Linked DNA regions of Mus musculus: all the other regions are linked to region 4. Evidence: chromatin contacts called from public Micro-C and promoter capture Hi-C data. All regions are on one chromosome and are shown on one strand. The core of a region is the stretch at or near the end of the contact, and the rest is flanking DNA. Distances in the headings are between cores, read along the strand shown.

Region 1 (2,700 bases), core at 165-2,664, 1.2 Mb before region 4:
CTCTGAGCCATGTAGAGGGACCCAACTTGTATGCAATTCCCACCAGGACAGCAGCAGGGTGGTAAGCCTCTGCTGTGATCTGATTATACTATGACTTCATTAAGTCATGACTGATTTTCACAAAACAGGACTGAGCATCCAATGAAGTCATGAATGTCTTTCCAGAAATATTTGAGGAAAGCCATGCTGAGCATGAACAAGGCTTCAATGTAAAGGGGACAGGAGTCACTTCAGTGACTATTATAAGTCCAGCTTTATAGCTCCATACAGTTAAAAAGAATGTGGTGTGCTTAGTCTCCTAGTAAATTGGGTAATCACTTAATGAATATAGTTAATGAGAACAGTAATAAAAATTAACCTGTGTGGATATTCCCTCTATTCCCAAAGCCAGCGATTTCTTTCCTTGAAAGGTATAAAAGTGTATTCAATGAAAAGTACAGAAGGCTAAATGCTGAAGTGTTCCAATGAGAGACGGTGGGGAGGAACAGACCTGGGCTTCACCTTTCTGTACAGCATAAGGGGCTGACTCTTCAATTAGTCTGAACATTAAGAAAGCGTTAAGCAGCAGCTTTCAGAGGAGTGTTACATTAACCGGGTGCGAGGAATGACAAACTTTAATACCAGAAACCTGCTGTATTTCTGAACGCTGCTGTCTGGAGAGAACAGACTACACCAGTCAATTGCATTCAGGAAATAAATTGTCTTAACTCACTGATAGTCCTCCACTAGACGAGCAAGTCCAGGGGACAGAAAAGAAGCTGGGTACCCGAAGTACCGCACCCGGCCACAGCCAAGATCCTCTTGGGGTGCGGAAGGAGGTCGCCAGGGGACCAAGGGGTCGCCTTGGGCTCCAGAGCAGCCACGTGGGCGGTGCCCCACGCTCGGAAGCTTGTGCTGACGTGTCCGAGAGGACACGCGGACAAGAGAGACGGCGGACCCCAACCTCTCCGCTGTCCCCCTCCAACACCTGCCTTTCAGACAACCAGACACCTGGAGGATCCCTAACGCCCTCAACCTCCCCGCCCCTCCCCAGGGATCCCCGATCGCCTCAGGCATCCCGCGTGAGGTTCGCCGGCTCCTCCCTCCGCTCACCTGCACGCCTAGGTGCGCAAGCCGCGACTCCAGTTCTGGCTCCAGGGCCAGAACGAAAGAGCTGGCTCGTGATGTGGAGCCGCCGCCCGGGTGTACCAGGACCACCTCAGCCGTCACCTTGGCTAGGTGGCTGCTCAGGTCCACCGTGCGCTTCACGTCCTCGTTGACCAGCGGCGGAGCCTCCGAGGAGGCGCTGCCGGGCGTCGGGGCCAAGGCCCCGAGACATAGCAGCAGCAGCAACAGCAAGGCGACCGGCGACTCCATGACCGCGAGCTGAGCGCCACCGACACGCGCCCCGCCCCCCCGCCACGGCGCAACCGCTGATTGGCCAACAGCACCACAAGATGGCTGGGCCCGGTCAGAAAGGACCCCGTCTCCAGGGCAACCGGGCGATCGTGGGGCGCCTGATTGAAAATCTTAAAGTGCAGGCGTACTTCTTGGGGCGCTTAATAGCCGTATTCACCCCTGATTTCCTTATATCCTGTCTGTTTCCTTCATGCTTATGCAAAATAACTCTGGCCTCTCAGCTCAAAAACAGTATACTATAGCTTAGTCTAAGGAACTAACTTTGCCTTCTCTATAGTGATACGAATGCTAAGTGGGCAAAAGTTTAAAGGAAAATGGGAAATTTCCAGAAACTCAAGTCTCTCCTCTAATATTTAGTTCAACCATTAATGTGAGTGATGGCAGAAACCTTAAGCAACTAACCAAGGTTGATGATATTAACCTCAGATACCTGTTGACATTTATCACAGTTGTAGGAGTCCAAGGCGAAGTCACTGGCAGGACTAGCTGTCTGGTGAGGGCTGCTATTTACTACCAAGGTGGCACTTTGACATTGCATGCCTTCTAAGGAAGGCATTGCATATCGTCATATGACAGAAAGGCAGGAAAGGGTCTCTCTGAGGCAAGCCCTTTTACAAAGGCATCTTGCAGATGGATTCCTCTAGTGCTATCATCTCCCAAAGTCACACTGAAGAATTAATGACCAAAAACAATGAACTTCAAGTGAGCAGAGAAACTGTAGTCAGTGTACTGATACACCTGACAAGAAAGCCAGCTTAGTGACGAAAACATCCAATGGCATTTTTTGGGCCTTGAAACCATATATATATATATATATATATATATATATATATATACATATATACATATATATATGTATGTATATATGTATATATATATATATGAAAAAATCTACAGATAAAACTTTGCTCCCCTAAAGTTCCCTTTTTTCAACCCTATAAAATCTCCAAGCCCCCTGCACAATGGTTGTGTACAGTCTCCACTCCCCAAATGAGAATGCGTCCCAATGTTGTTGCTTGAAGGATGTAATTCGAAGGTAAATTTTGGGAGGAGATGGAAATATTCAAACATTGATACCAGCCAATGAGAAGAGAGAATGGAGGGCTGGCCATGCTCCTCCCTACAAAGCAGAAGTCAGGAAATTAGCACCTGCAGGCCAACAATCTATCTGTGTCTATAAAGTTTTATTGGAACATAGCTACGTTCATTTGTCCGTAGCTTATGATTGCTTTCACAGTACAACAGTAACAGTAGTGTAGTTGCAAACCAGACTATATGGCCCAGAAAACAAAACTACTTACT
Region 2 (2,700 bases), core at 62-2,561, 1.1 Mb before region 4:
TCTGCTAAACCCTGGCCACTTCCTGACGATCCTTCCTTTGATGGGGATGAGGTCGTGGGGTGCGGGGAGGCTGGCACACCCACGAGTACTGAGTTTGAAAGGCTGAGAATCTGGGCCTTCTTGATCTACAGGCAGTCACTCCCTCTTTTCACCCAAGAGGCCAGGGAACTGCTTACCTATTGGAACAAAGCTGGCCTGGACGCTTTAGTGGTGTCTACTATGTCCTCCGCAGGCTGGCCATTGCCTGCACAGCCCTCTCTCCACCGTTGGACTACTTCCCAGGCTTTCAGGTCCTTCTCTGTACCACCACCTCCTTCAAGTCCTCCCGCACCAAGTGATGCAGTATTCGATCCCCCAAAGCCGGCAGGATCCTCAAAAGCCAAATCCCCTGCCACACCCTCTAAGGGAAATGCCTTAAGGGTAACCTTACACTTTTCCATCCTGGAGCCCCCATCTAATTCTGAGGGGTCCAGGGACGGCTACTTAAGCATCACAAAATGGGGTACTTGGGGCCAGAGAGTGGTGAGGAAGTGTCTAGGGAGAGGCCCTTGTGGTCGTGCCTGCACTGACTCATCTTTGAGATGCCAGGCGTGCAACCTCAGGGCAATTCCCTTCTGTTGGTTCCCCTTAGGATTCTGAGAAGACCCCCGCCCCAGCACGCTCTCGGGCTTTGCCTTGCTCCTGTCGGCCGCGTGAGGGCGTACCCTGTGTTAGTTGGGACAAATTAATGCCCTTCCTGCGGGCAGGGCTGTGGTCCCCTGGGCCCAGAACCAACTCAGGTGCCTGAGGAGCACTCTTGTCTGCCGCCTGCAAAGTTCTCGGTCTTGGGGTCTCGCCCGGGGCCCGTGCTAATCCTTTGCAAATCGAGCGCCCCCCTCCTCCATGCTCCTATAGCCTGGGGTACACACCTCTGAGCCGCTCCGCTGAGCCCGTCCTAGGCGCAGGCCGCCTCTGCGCAGCGCAGCGGGCTCGGATGCTGTCCAGGGCACACTGCTGAGGGTGCAGCCGCGCCCGGGAGCCGCGGGCGGAGGAGCCAGTGGCCGCGGAAGGCGCTCCAAGAAGCACAAGTTGGCGCTGGACTGGGCCCAGGCTGTTGTTGTTCTCAACGTGGTCCGCCACGGGGAAATAAAAGCGGAGCGGGGCGCGCTCTCCGCCAGAGCGTAGCGCGCACGCCCAGAGCTCCGGAGCCCGCGCAGTGCTGCCGCGCTCCCCGCAGGCTCCTCTCCGCATCCCACCCCCCCAGCCCCGCCGCGGCCGGCCCGGCCCCCGCCCGCACCTCAGCCCTGCCGCCTGGTCCCAGGCCCGGCCGCGGCCGCTCCCGCCTGGAGCCGCCGCGCGCCCCCAGTCCCCCGGCGCCGCCGCGGCCCCTCGCCTTCCTCTTCCCGGCGCGGCCCCCCGGCTACCGCGCGCCGCCTGCCGCCAACCCGCTGGCCACCATGTCGGTGGAGCTTGAGGAGGCCCTGCCGCCAACGAGCGCCGACGGGACGGCCCGCAAGACGGCCAAGGCCGGCGGCTCTGCGGCGCCCACGCAGCCCAAGAGAAGGAAGAACCGCAAGAAGAACCAGCCAGGCAAGTACAGCCAGCTGGTGGTGGAGACCATCCGCAAGCTGGGGGAGCGCGGCGGCTCGTCTCTGGCGCGCATCTACGCTGAGGCCAGGAAGGTGGCATGGTTCGACCAGCAGAACGGGCGCACCTACCTCAAGTACTCTATCCGGGCGCTGGTGCAGAACGATACGCTACTGCAGGTGAAGGGCACCGGCGCCAACGGATCCTTCAAGCTGAACCGCAAGAAGCTGGAGGGCGGCGCGGAGCGGCGCGGAGCTTCGGCGGCCAGCAGCCCCGCGCCCAAGGCGCGCACGGCGGCGGCGGACAGAACGCCCGCCAGGCCGCAGCCGGAGCGGCGCGCGCACAAGAGCAAGAAGGCGGCGGCTGCTGCCAGCGCGAAGAAAGTGAAGAAGGCGGCCAAACCCAGCGTGCCCAAGGTGCCCAAGGGCCGCAAGTGACGCCCCTACGGTCTGGCGACATCGTCGAGTTTTCCATCTGTCTCTATCCCTATCCGCCCCCCCCACCCTCGGTGTACCGGTTCCGTAGGGTTCCGCCTGGCCCAGGTCCCTGATCCCTGTCCCCTCCCCCGCCCCTCCCCCAGCGATGCTGCGTTCTGTTTGCTTTAGGTTTTTGAAACGGCCCTGGCGACGCCCCCATTGGCTCTCACCCTTGGCAACGGCCGTCGCCATGGTTACCGGCCCGGCGGCGCCAATGGCCTGGTGGCGCCTGCCTACTGTGCCCGCTGATGGCCACCAGGCGCTTGGGTTGTGTGGCGCCTTGCTCCGCCCGCTGCCTTCCTGGGGCGCAATAAACGGTTCCAACCTTGACCATTGTCGTTGTCTTGTGGGCGCTGGAGGCTGCTTGGGGTTCCTGCGGGGGAGTCGAGGGTCATTAAGACCAGCTAGACAACTAGCAGGCGCTGCCAGAGGTGGGACAGATGTGCCCAGAGACAGCTGCCCAGTGGAGAACTCTTGTAAAAGTGGGTTCCCAGTCTTGGGTTGCTGCAGTGTCCAGCATATAAAAGATAAAAGATTTCTACATGTTGGAAATTAAACCTCAGGATCTAGTGCAACATAATGGACAGTTTTACCAAATGGAAGACTAGGAAGGTTCTGAACAGTATGTACACATACAAGTAGGGTGAGATGGAACCCG
Region 3 (2,700 bases), core at 62-2,561, 1.1 Mb before region 4:
TTTACTATGCAGCCTTGACTAGCCTCCAACTCAGAGATCTGCCTTCCTCCGGCCTCCTAAGTGCTGGGATGAAAGGTGTGTGACACCACACTTGGGTTTTTGCTTTTTTGTTTTTAATATAAGGACAGATGACGCTGATAAATCAGTAATACTTGAAAAATGCGATCTTAAAAAAAAAAAGAGAGAGAGAGAGAGAGAGAGTCAAGCGTGTCAGAGTGTACACACCTGTAATACAGGATTCTGGAGACAGGCAGATTTGCTGAAAATCTGAGGTCAGCTGGGCCTCTATAGGGAGTTCCAGGACCGCCAGGGCTACATTCATAGTTAAGACTCTGTCTCAAAAGAATTCTTAAATGTATTCAGATATGAGGTTCACATAATTTGGGCATACATTCAAACAGTTTAACTGACCCTGAAGAATGCTGACTTATTTCTTGCAGAGACCCAGAGGGATTAGGGCCTTAATGTATCTGTAAAGGCTGCTTTTCGGGTCATTCCGGAGGCTGGGCAGATGGCGGCACATGGGTCACGAGTCAGATGGCCACGGCGATGCTGGCCCAGAAGCTCCGATGGTGCTGACACACTCCTTACCTTCTCAAAGTGCAGTCTGGAGAGCAGCACGGGGCTGCTGGACTGCGGGCTCTTGTTGTAGGAGGGGCAGTACTTGTCGGGGTCCCTCCACTGCGGGAGCCGCCGCCGGCCCTGCCGATCCTGATAGGCGCAGGCCCTGGTGAGAACCTCTCTGGGCAAGTGACAGGACGTTCGCCCGCACATACTTCAGCGCTGCCGCTCAGACCTAGAGAAAGTCACAAAACCCTAAGGTTCTCCTCCCTAGGTCACGCCAATCTCCCCGCGAAGCCACATCTTCCGCGGAGGCTCCGTTAGGTCAGCCAGTCCCGGCCACTGCGGGGCCCACAGTCCCCAAGCAGGCCCTCGGGTGGCGGGCGAGAAAGAAAGCCGCTCCTCCCAGGTTGTTTCCCACGGACGCAGCAGGGAAAGGTGAGAGCGCTCGGCTTTGACGCCAGCGACACTCGCGGGCCGCGGCCACCGCACTACCGCCCCGCGGGGACACGCTCAGGTCCCGGGCGGGGCCTTGTCGGCGCCAAGGCTCCAGCTCGGAACGTGGGCGGTCCTCGCCTGCCCGCCCGCCGGCGTCCCCTCCGCCGGGTCCTCTCTTCCGCCCGCTAGCTTCTCCTCAGCGCGGCCCTCCTCCCGCCCGCCCGTCCGTCCTCATCCCCTCAACGAGGCCCTCCCCACGCGCCCGCGTCCTCTCACCGCCCGAGGGTCTAGTCCACCCTTCCTCGCAGCTAGCGTCCGCCTAAGAGACGCCCGTCCCGCTCCTCGGTAACCCCGCCCCGCCCCCGACGTGACGTCGCGCCGTCGGGGTTCCCTCCCCACAGGTGGGGGTGTGGCTAGGTGAAGCAAGACAAAATGCACTGACCTGAGACAGGCACCCCAGGAGGCCTCAGGGTCCCCCTTCCCAGGCCGGAATCTGAAGCCAGAAAACCTGTGCTGCCCACCCTCAATGTGTAAGGCCATCCGAATTGAGACTCTCTAGCTATTCCCACAAACCCCTAAGGGTCAGGAAGCCCCACCTGGTTTCCTTTTTAACATTTGTGTGTGGGGTGTGTGCAAGCCTTTAAATAAAACTAGAGTAAGCTGTAATCTTCACAAAAGGAGGCTGACACCAATTTCTTTAATGAAGTTTATTTGAATGGAATGGCTTCCAGGCTATGACCAGGCCTGGGAGTAGAAGGGGAGGGTATTAGGCAGGAAGAATACAGTCAGGAAGGGCTAAGCAGGATGTGGCCTTGAAGGTCAGGCTTTCCTTTAAAGCCTGGAGAGGCCTTCATAAAGGGATGGAATGAGGCAGAGAGGCCAGGCAAGAGCAACTGCTCAGTCCCCAGGAGAGGGATGGAAGGTGGGGGACAGAGGGATGTCTTTAGGGAGCAGCCTTCAGGTCACCTACTTGAGAAAACCCCCCAAATGAGAAATCTCTTTATAACCTGTTAGGAAGTTTCACACCACGTTACTTAGTTCACCACTGCATGCCTGACCAAGTACATGGTGGAGCCAGGACCAGTCATGAAATAGGCCATAGCTAAAACAGCTTAACGATGCTCAAGTGTAGCCTGATGTCTTCATGTTATGGGATTCGGCTTAAAGGTGCAGGCCTCTGTTCTAATGTGTACATGTGCATGTGCATACAGTATACAGGTGTGCATGAGGTTAGGCGGCAACTATTGCAAAATGGTCCTCTCCTTCTACCAAGTGGGTAGTCCGTCCTGATAGGTACCTTTACCTGCTGAGCCATCTGAGTAGCCTCACAGGAGGTCCAGTTCTTCAAGTGTTTCCAACAGTTTAAACCACCTGATTTGAGTTTAAAGCCCAAGCCCTGAAGCATCCCCTAGGATTTCTTACTCCAGCCCAAAAGGAATGCAGATACTGTTTTTCCCACTCATAGACCCAGAGCAGATCATGACACCCTCTAAGGACCTTTGGACACCCATCCATCTACAGATGCCTGTAGATGAGTGGCTTACCAGACCTGCTAGCTGTTGTCATTCGGCTAGCCTTTAACCCCACCCTAAGCTTGGCACTGACAGTCCCGAGGGGCTATGCACACGCTCCATTTGGTGAAGGGAGGCCTCAGGGAGAAGTGGAGGCCCTGAGCACGAGCCTGCAGAAGCAGCAGTTATT
Region 4 (2,700 bases), core at 148-2,647:
AAGTCATTCTTAATAGAAACTAAAAGGAGAAAAGAGGCCTAGGCGTCTGAGTTCAAAACCATCTCATTCGCTTATGATTTTATCTTAGCCACATCCTGGGGACCTCACTGCAGTTGGGTAAAGAAACAAACCTAACCAAAACACCAAAAAATGCATTCCTGTCCCCAGAGAAATCCTCTTTGGCTACCTACTTAAAGAAATAGGAAAGTTAGGTGGGAGAAGCCCCCCTCTCCTTTAAGATCTCTCCCCATCCCCACCCTTCAGCCTCCGCATCAGAATTTAAAGTTTCAGGGAAATGGCAAGACCACCACCCTGCATTTCACTTATACTTCACACATAGGATCCGAATAATTCGGTCAAAGGAAGAGATTTCTCCACGCGCTCCCCCCACCCACCCAAATGAAAGGCCACTGAGGTAAACTATTTGGGCAATACTGCCCCCCCAAGCCCTGTCAATTCCCAGTCTGAGTTTTAATTCTCTCAAGGACAATGACTCGCAAGGAAAGTGCAGAGGGGGAAGGGAGGGTCAGTTGGTCAAAACCCATTCATACAACTAGAAACCAGAGTCTTGCCACATCAGCACACGAGATTAATTCACCGCGCACTGGCTTCCCAACATACCTTCCGCCAACACCTCGTCCACGGTGACCTGCTGCCTCCCGATGCCGAAGACCCTTCCGATGTAACCACTGCCCAGGCCTGAGCTGCTGCCCCCTCCTCCGCTGGAGCCTGAACCCAGGCCAGAGCTCCCCTGCTCCCGCCTGGAGTCGAAAAACTTCTTCATCTTTCCAATATGAAATGCCAAGGCAAAATGCCGATGGTTTCTAGGTTCGTATTTGTTGTAAAGAAAAGAGATCTAAGGATTTCTTCTCCGGTTTCAGCCCTGAGCAGAGCCCCGGGAATCCGGCCGTGGGGTGGGGGCTGAGGGACGGCGCCTGCAGGAATAGACTGTCAATCGCGCGGCGGGTCCCCTCCTCCTCGGGGAGCGATCGTTTAAGTTTAAACCTGCGATGACAGAGGCAGAGAGAGGATGAATCAGTAACACACTCCAGAGCCTAACTGCCGGGTCCTAGGGAAAGCACAGGCCGTCATCCAGAGGAAACGCTGCGTGCATTTTCTTCGGGAAAGCCCTGGAAACGCACCGGACCCCTGCCCGGACCCCCGCCCCGGGCCCCGGACACCCACTAGCGGCCGCTCGGCGGCGAGCCCAGCTACCAGCCCCGCGACATGGCCACGGCCGCCGGCCTGCGACACGAAGGAGGCGGCGCTGCCGCAGAGCCGGGGCCGCTTCGGCGCCCGCCCGCCCGCCAGCTGATCCCCGAGCGCCGCGCTGAGGCCGCCCCTCCCCCGCGCGCGCGCCCGTCGGCTCCGACCACCCACCCGGAAGTGACCTGCCACCGGAAGTGCTTCTCAGGGCCGCACAGCCCCTTCTCAGGGGCCGTCTCAGGTGCACCAGCTATAGCTACAGAGCGAAAGAAACCGATGGCAAGAAGGGAACCAGAGCAGTGGAACTCGGGACAGAGACACTTGGAAGAGAGCGTTGCCGTAGTCCTGCCGCTGAGCACCCTGGGAAGAGTAGTTCGGGGTAATCTGGCATCTGGACTACAATTCCCAAGATGCCCCGGGAGCGAGCGCACCTTCGGACGCCGTCTCCAGGGACTGGAGATGATAGTGGAGTGGTGCAGAAGTGAGGCTTCGGGTATTTAAGTACATCTGCTAAAGTCACCAGAGACTAGTTTTCCAGCTGCACGTCCCACTCTCTGTAGCCATTTTATCTATGGCTTGGCCTCATGGACAGAGGCACTCTGGGAATTGTGGTTTCACAGGAGTCCGGACTGACACCTGAAGGACGCGGTTTAGCTGCCTCGCCCCAGTTGGGTTTGGGAGTTCCCCGACGTCATGGGAGCGGAGGTACTGAAGGCTTGGGGGCTGGGGAGAAGTGGGTATGATGCCAGCAGGGAGCCGAGCGGAATCTCGGTGCTGAAGGAAACAAAGCAGGTGTCTTCCGGTCCCCGACCACGATGAGAACTGAGAAGCCTGAGGGTCGAAGAAGGAACTGCGGGAGATCCAGTACACGGAGCATCTAGGGACCAGGCTACATCCATCCTTGGGCTCCACCCCAAACCATGGCCCTCTGCCGACCCAGATTTGCCTGGTCCTTACCAGATATATTCACGCCTTTAAAGGGAACTTTAGACACACCTACTGCTTTCTCTTCAGAATCTTTCGCAAGAAGATGCTGTGTTTACTAAGGATCGCTTGGGTGCGGATAGAGTACAGGGCTGTGTGATTGGCACCTGTCAAATGCTAAGGATTTGGAAAGGAATTGAGATCTCTCCTCCTAGATTGCTTCACAGAAGATGTTGTTGTCGTGCCAAATCCCTGCCTCCCCTGCCCTCTCCCCCAAGAAATACATGGTTTTTTCTCTTTTTTGAGTATAGGTTATTTTTCCACCAGCTCCCCACACTTCTTAAAGATGCAACTACCCTCTTGCAGTTCATCCCAGAATTTCTACTTCAGGCACTTGAGGAAGATCTAGAAGGGGGCCCCCAGGAAATAAAAAAAGATGGGTCTTGCTGGGCAGTGGTGGCTCACGTCTTTAATCCCAGCACTTGGGAGGCAGAAGCAGGCAGATTTCTGATTTCGAGGACAACCTGGGTTACAGAATGAGTTCCAGGGCAGCCAGGGCTATGCAGAGAA
Region 5 (2,700 bases), core at 23-2,522, 1.7 Mb before region 4:
GGGCACCTGTTATCATACTTACGTGAGCACAGAAACAATAAAAATAAATCTCAAAGAAATACTTAATCAAAACTTCATTTAGATTTTATTGTCTCTTTAGGCATCTGTCTCTAATATTTAATAATTAAATCTTTAAAATGTGTACATGCAAAAACACTGCACCTCTGTTTCAAAAACCTCACATTGTGGCCTGCTGTGGTGGCACATGCACGGCTAGTCCCAGCACTCAGAGCAGTCAGGTGGGATCTCTGTGAATCTGAAGCCAGCCTAGTCTACATAGTGGTATCGAGGGCTACCTAGAGACCTAGCTTAAAGAATCGAAAACAAAAACCTCACATTGTGCTAAGTATATTGACTTAGTGCTTTCCCCTAAACCCATCTATATTTGTGTACGCACATGCAACTTAATGCCAAATTAAATATAAATGTCCTATCAATGACATGGGGCTGGCTGTCTAGAATGTTTCTAAGGACGTGGCCACAGCAAACCTCTCCGTTGAAGTCAGGACTTGGCTGCATGAAACTCAGCACTCAGGGTGCACAGCAAGAAGTCGATTTCAGACAGCACACAGCACTGAGATCAGAGATCCCACTAAAGAGTAAGTTTCATGTTGCCCCACCTTGCCCAGTCCCCTTCGCACACCCTTTCCTCCAGCCCAGATGTATTCTTTTCCCTGAAGATATGGGGCTGCAAGGCTTGGCTCGGTTTCTTCATCTCTCCTAACTCTCCAGTTCCAAAGGCCTTCTTGGAATGCGCTGCGCCAAAGCCCACCCAGAGCCGCCAGACCCGGCCTTTGCCGAACGTCCTCAAATGCATGAGCTCAGACATCCTTGGAGGCAGCCTACAGCACCCAGGAGGGTATTGTAGGGTAGGGTAAGCCATGCAGGGTAGGATTCAGCACACTGCTGCTCTGTCGTGCGTGACGAGCAGCAGCTGAGGCCTACTGGGTCGCGACATGCTATCACTGGTACTGAGGGCCACCGACACGGAAAGCCGAATCGCCTGCTTCGTAGGGCCAACACCACCACGAAGCGTCCACTAGTAACAAGGGCTGATTTGGCCCTCACTTCCGGGAGAGTCTGCGCAGCTGCACACGCCCAGTTCCGGTGTGGCCCGACAGTCGTCTTCCCGACAGCCTCTCTGCTCCTGCTGCATGCCGGGAGTTGTGGTCTTGGCGCAGGCGGCGCGGCGGGCGCGCGTGGCAGGAAGCGGAAGCGGCCGGTGGCCCATCCCCGGCCCCGCCTCGCCGCGCCGCTCGCCGCCGGGCTATCACTGACGTGTCTCTCGGTCGAGGAAGCGCGCTCCGGAGCTAGCAGCGCCTCCTCACTCGAAGTGGAGCGCAGTCGGGGCCGGGCGTGTAGTCGGATCAGCCGCCGCCATGGCGAGTGAGTTTCCTGGGGGCCACCCCGGCGCAGCCAGGATGCGTCGCCTTTCCCCGTTTGGGCGCTCGCCCGCCGTGCTTCCCGATCCTGGCGGAACGCGGCCTGCCTGGGGGACTCGTTCCCGCGCCCCTAGACCGAGCCTTCTGGGTCCCCGCACGCCCACGCCCGGCTCTCATCGTGCCGGGCTCCCTCAGGTGCCCTCAAGTTACTCCGTACCTAACTCCTTCTCTTTCTGTTTCTTCCATCAAAGTCAAATTTCTGGAAGTCATCAAGCCATTCTGTGTCATCTTGCCGGAAATTCAGAAGCCAGAGAGAAAGGTAAGTCCCCAGATGGTGGTCAAAGAAGACTTGCAAAATTGGGCGCTGGGAGTTTACAGTACAATTAAAAATGGCCTCAGCACACCGAGTGAAAACTGCCCCTCTGGAGTGTAGCTGTGTGTGCTGGGATACTCACGGGAGCCGTTGAAAGGTGACCCGGTTGTGTGGGAATTCTCCCAACACCTTGTCTCGTTAGGAGCATCTTTAGTGGATAGTGGTTAACAAAGCCTCAGGTTTGCCTAGTCCGAAAGTGGGTCTGAGCAGTGATTGATTAAGACCTCAGTTAGGATCCCAGATTGAGTTACCCTCCGTTCTTCACCTCCAGCAGGAGCAGATGATGGGGTGTTTGTTTCGTGTGGGAGGTGACTTCGGTATCTGGTTTCCAAAGGAAAAATCGAGTCGTGTAATCGATATGAACGTGTTTGTGGTTTTTATTTGAATGTATGCTGCCCCAGCATCGAGTTTACATGCACTAGTGAAGTCTGCTGCCATTGACAGCAGGTGCTCTAAAACAAGGAAGGAGAGAACTGTAGCACCTTAATGCTTAATGTGAATCTTAATCAGAATTTCTGTGGCAGGCAGCTTCGGCCCAAGAATAAATGTTCCTAGTGTGAGAGTGCCCGGTGAAGGAAAGTCCAGGCCCATGGGCTCAGAAAACAGTAAATCTACTTTGTGTTCCTGGTTTGGTTTTTGGTGTTTTTTTTGGTTTTGGTTTTGGGGTTTTTTTTGTTTTGTTTTGTTTTTTTTGGTATTTTGGGTTTTTTTTTTTTTTTCAGACTGTCATATATTCACATCTGGCATTTGTAGTTGGCATTCACATGGATACTTTGTGCTTCTAATTTAGTTTTTACTTTCCATAGTTCTATGCAAATGCCTTGCAGTACCCTTGCTGCCTTTGCCAGGATGATGTTCAGAACTTTATCTGTTCCACCTCAGTGCAGAGATTCTGGCTCGAGGGCCAAGAAACCCAAGTCCCACGCTTTACATTCTTTCTTCATA

The links. Promoter capture Hi-C pulls out the DNA fragments that hold promoters and counts their contacts. A called contact is a pair of places that touch in the nucleus more often than the background predicts.
Region 1: a promoter capture Hi-C map of pre-B cells shows a contact between it and region 4, with 4 times the contacts expected there. The contact joins the promoter of Rpn1 here to the promoter of 2610306M01Rik in region 4. A contact is called at or near these places in 2 of 39 promoter capture datasets (liver and pre-B cells), 1 of 484 Hi-C or Micro-C datasets (embryonic stem cells) and 1 of 9 other capture datasets (adipose tissue).
Region 2: a contact with region 4 is called in a Micro-C map of embryonic stem cells, with 7 times the contacts expected there. The contact joins the promoter of H1f10 here to the promoter of 2610306M01Rik in region 4. A contact is called at or near these places in 1 of 39 promoter capture datasets (neural stem cells), 1 of 484 Hi-C or Micro-C datasets (embryonic stem cells) and 1 of 115 datasets of contacts at active chromatin or transcription factors (pancreatic cancer cells).
Region 3: a contact with region 4 is called in a promoter capture Hi-C map of liver, with 2.6 times the contacts expected there. The contact joins the promoter of Hmces here to the promoter of 2610306M01Rik in region 4. A contact is called at or near these places in 3 of 39 promoter capture datasets (liver, neutrophils and pre-B cells) and 1 of 115 datasets of contacts at active chromatin or transcription factors (microglia).
Region 5: a contact with region 4 is called in a promoter capture Hi-C map of liver, with 4 times the contacts expected there. The contact joins the promoter of Sec61a1 here to the promoter of 2610306M01Rik in region 4. A contact is called at or near these places in 4 of 39 promoter capture datasets (liver, neutrophils and pre-B cells), 1 of 484 Hi-C or Micro-C datasets (B cells) and 1 of 115 datasets of contacts at active chromatin or transcription factors (thymic regulatory T cells).

The regions. Positions count from the first base shown.
Region 1 is chr6:88,083,187-88,085,886 of GRCm38.p6, reverse strand. It overlaps Rpn1 (ribophorin I), which reads right to left and starts at 1,414. Exons shown (of 10, transcript NM_133933.4): 1 at 1,093-1,414. The coding sequence starts at 1,356.
Region 2 is chr6:87,980,093-87,982,792 of GRCm38.p6, reverse strand. It overlaps H1f10 (H1.10 linker histone), which reads left to right and starts at 1,311. Exons shown (of 1, transcript NM_198622.1): 1 at 1,311-2,372. The coding sequence starts at 1,437. The coding sequence ends at 2,003. Gm5577 (predicted gene 5577) reads right to left here and starts at 1,110. Exons shown (of 2, transcript NR_026990.1): 1 at 909-1,110.
Region 3 is chr6:87,912,587-87,915,286 of GRCm38.p6, reverse strand. It overlaps Hmces (5-hydroxymethylcytosine (hmC) binding, ES cell specific), which reads right to left and starts at 1,311. Exons shown (of 7, transcript NM_173737.2): 1 at 1,276-1,311; 2 at 592-796. The coding sequence starts at 774. It overlaps Copg1 (coatomer protein complex, subunit gamma 1), which reads right to left. Exons shown (of 24, transcript NM_017477.2): 24 at 1,692-2,700.
Region 4 is chr6:86,848,137-86,850,836 of GRCm38.p6, reverse strand. 2610306M01Rik (RIKEN cDNA 2610306M01 gene) reads left to right here and starts at 1,397. Exons shown (of 1, transcript NR_028298.1): 1 at 1,397-2,430. It overlaps Aak1 (AP2 associated kinase 1), which reads right to left and starts at 1,332. Exons shown (of 16, transcript NM_001378654.1): 1 at 622-1,332. The coding sequence starts at 784.
Region 5 is chr6:88,517,372-88,520,071 of GRCm38.p6, reverse strand. Sec61a1 (Sec61 alpha 1 subunit (S. cerevisiae)) reads left to right here and starts at 1,272. Exons shown (of 12, transcript NM_016906.4): 1 at 1,272-1,386; 2 at 1,634-1,701. The coding sequence starts at 1,380.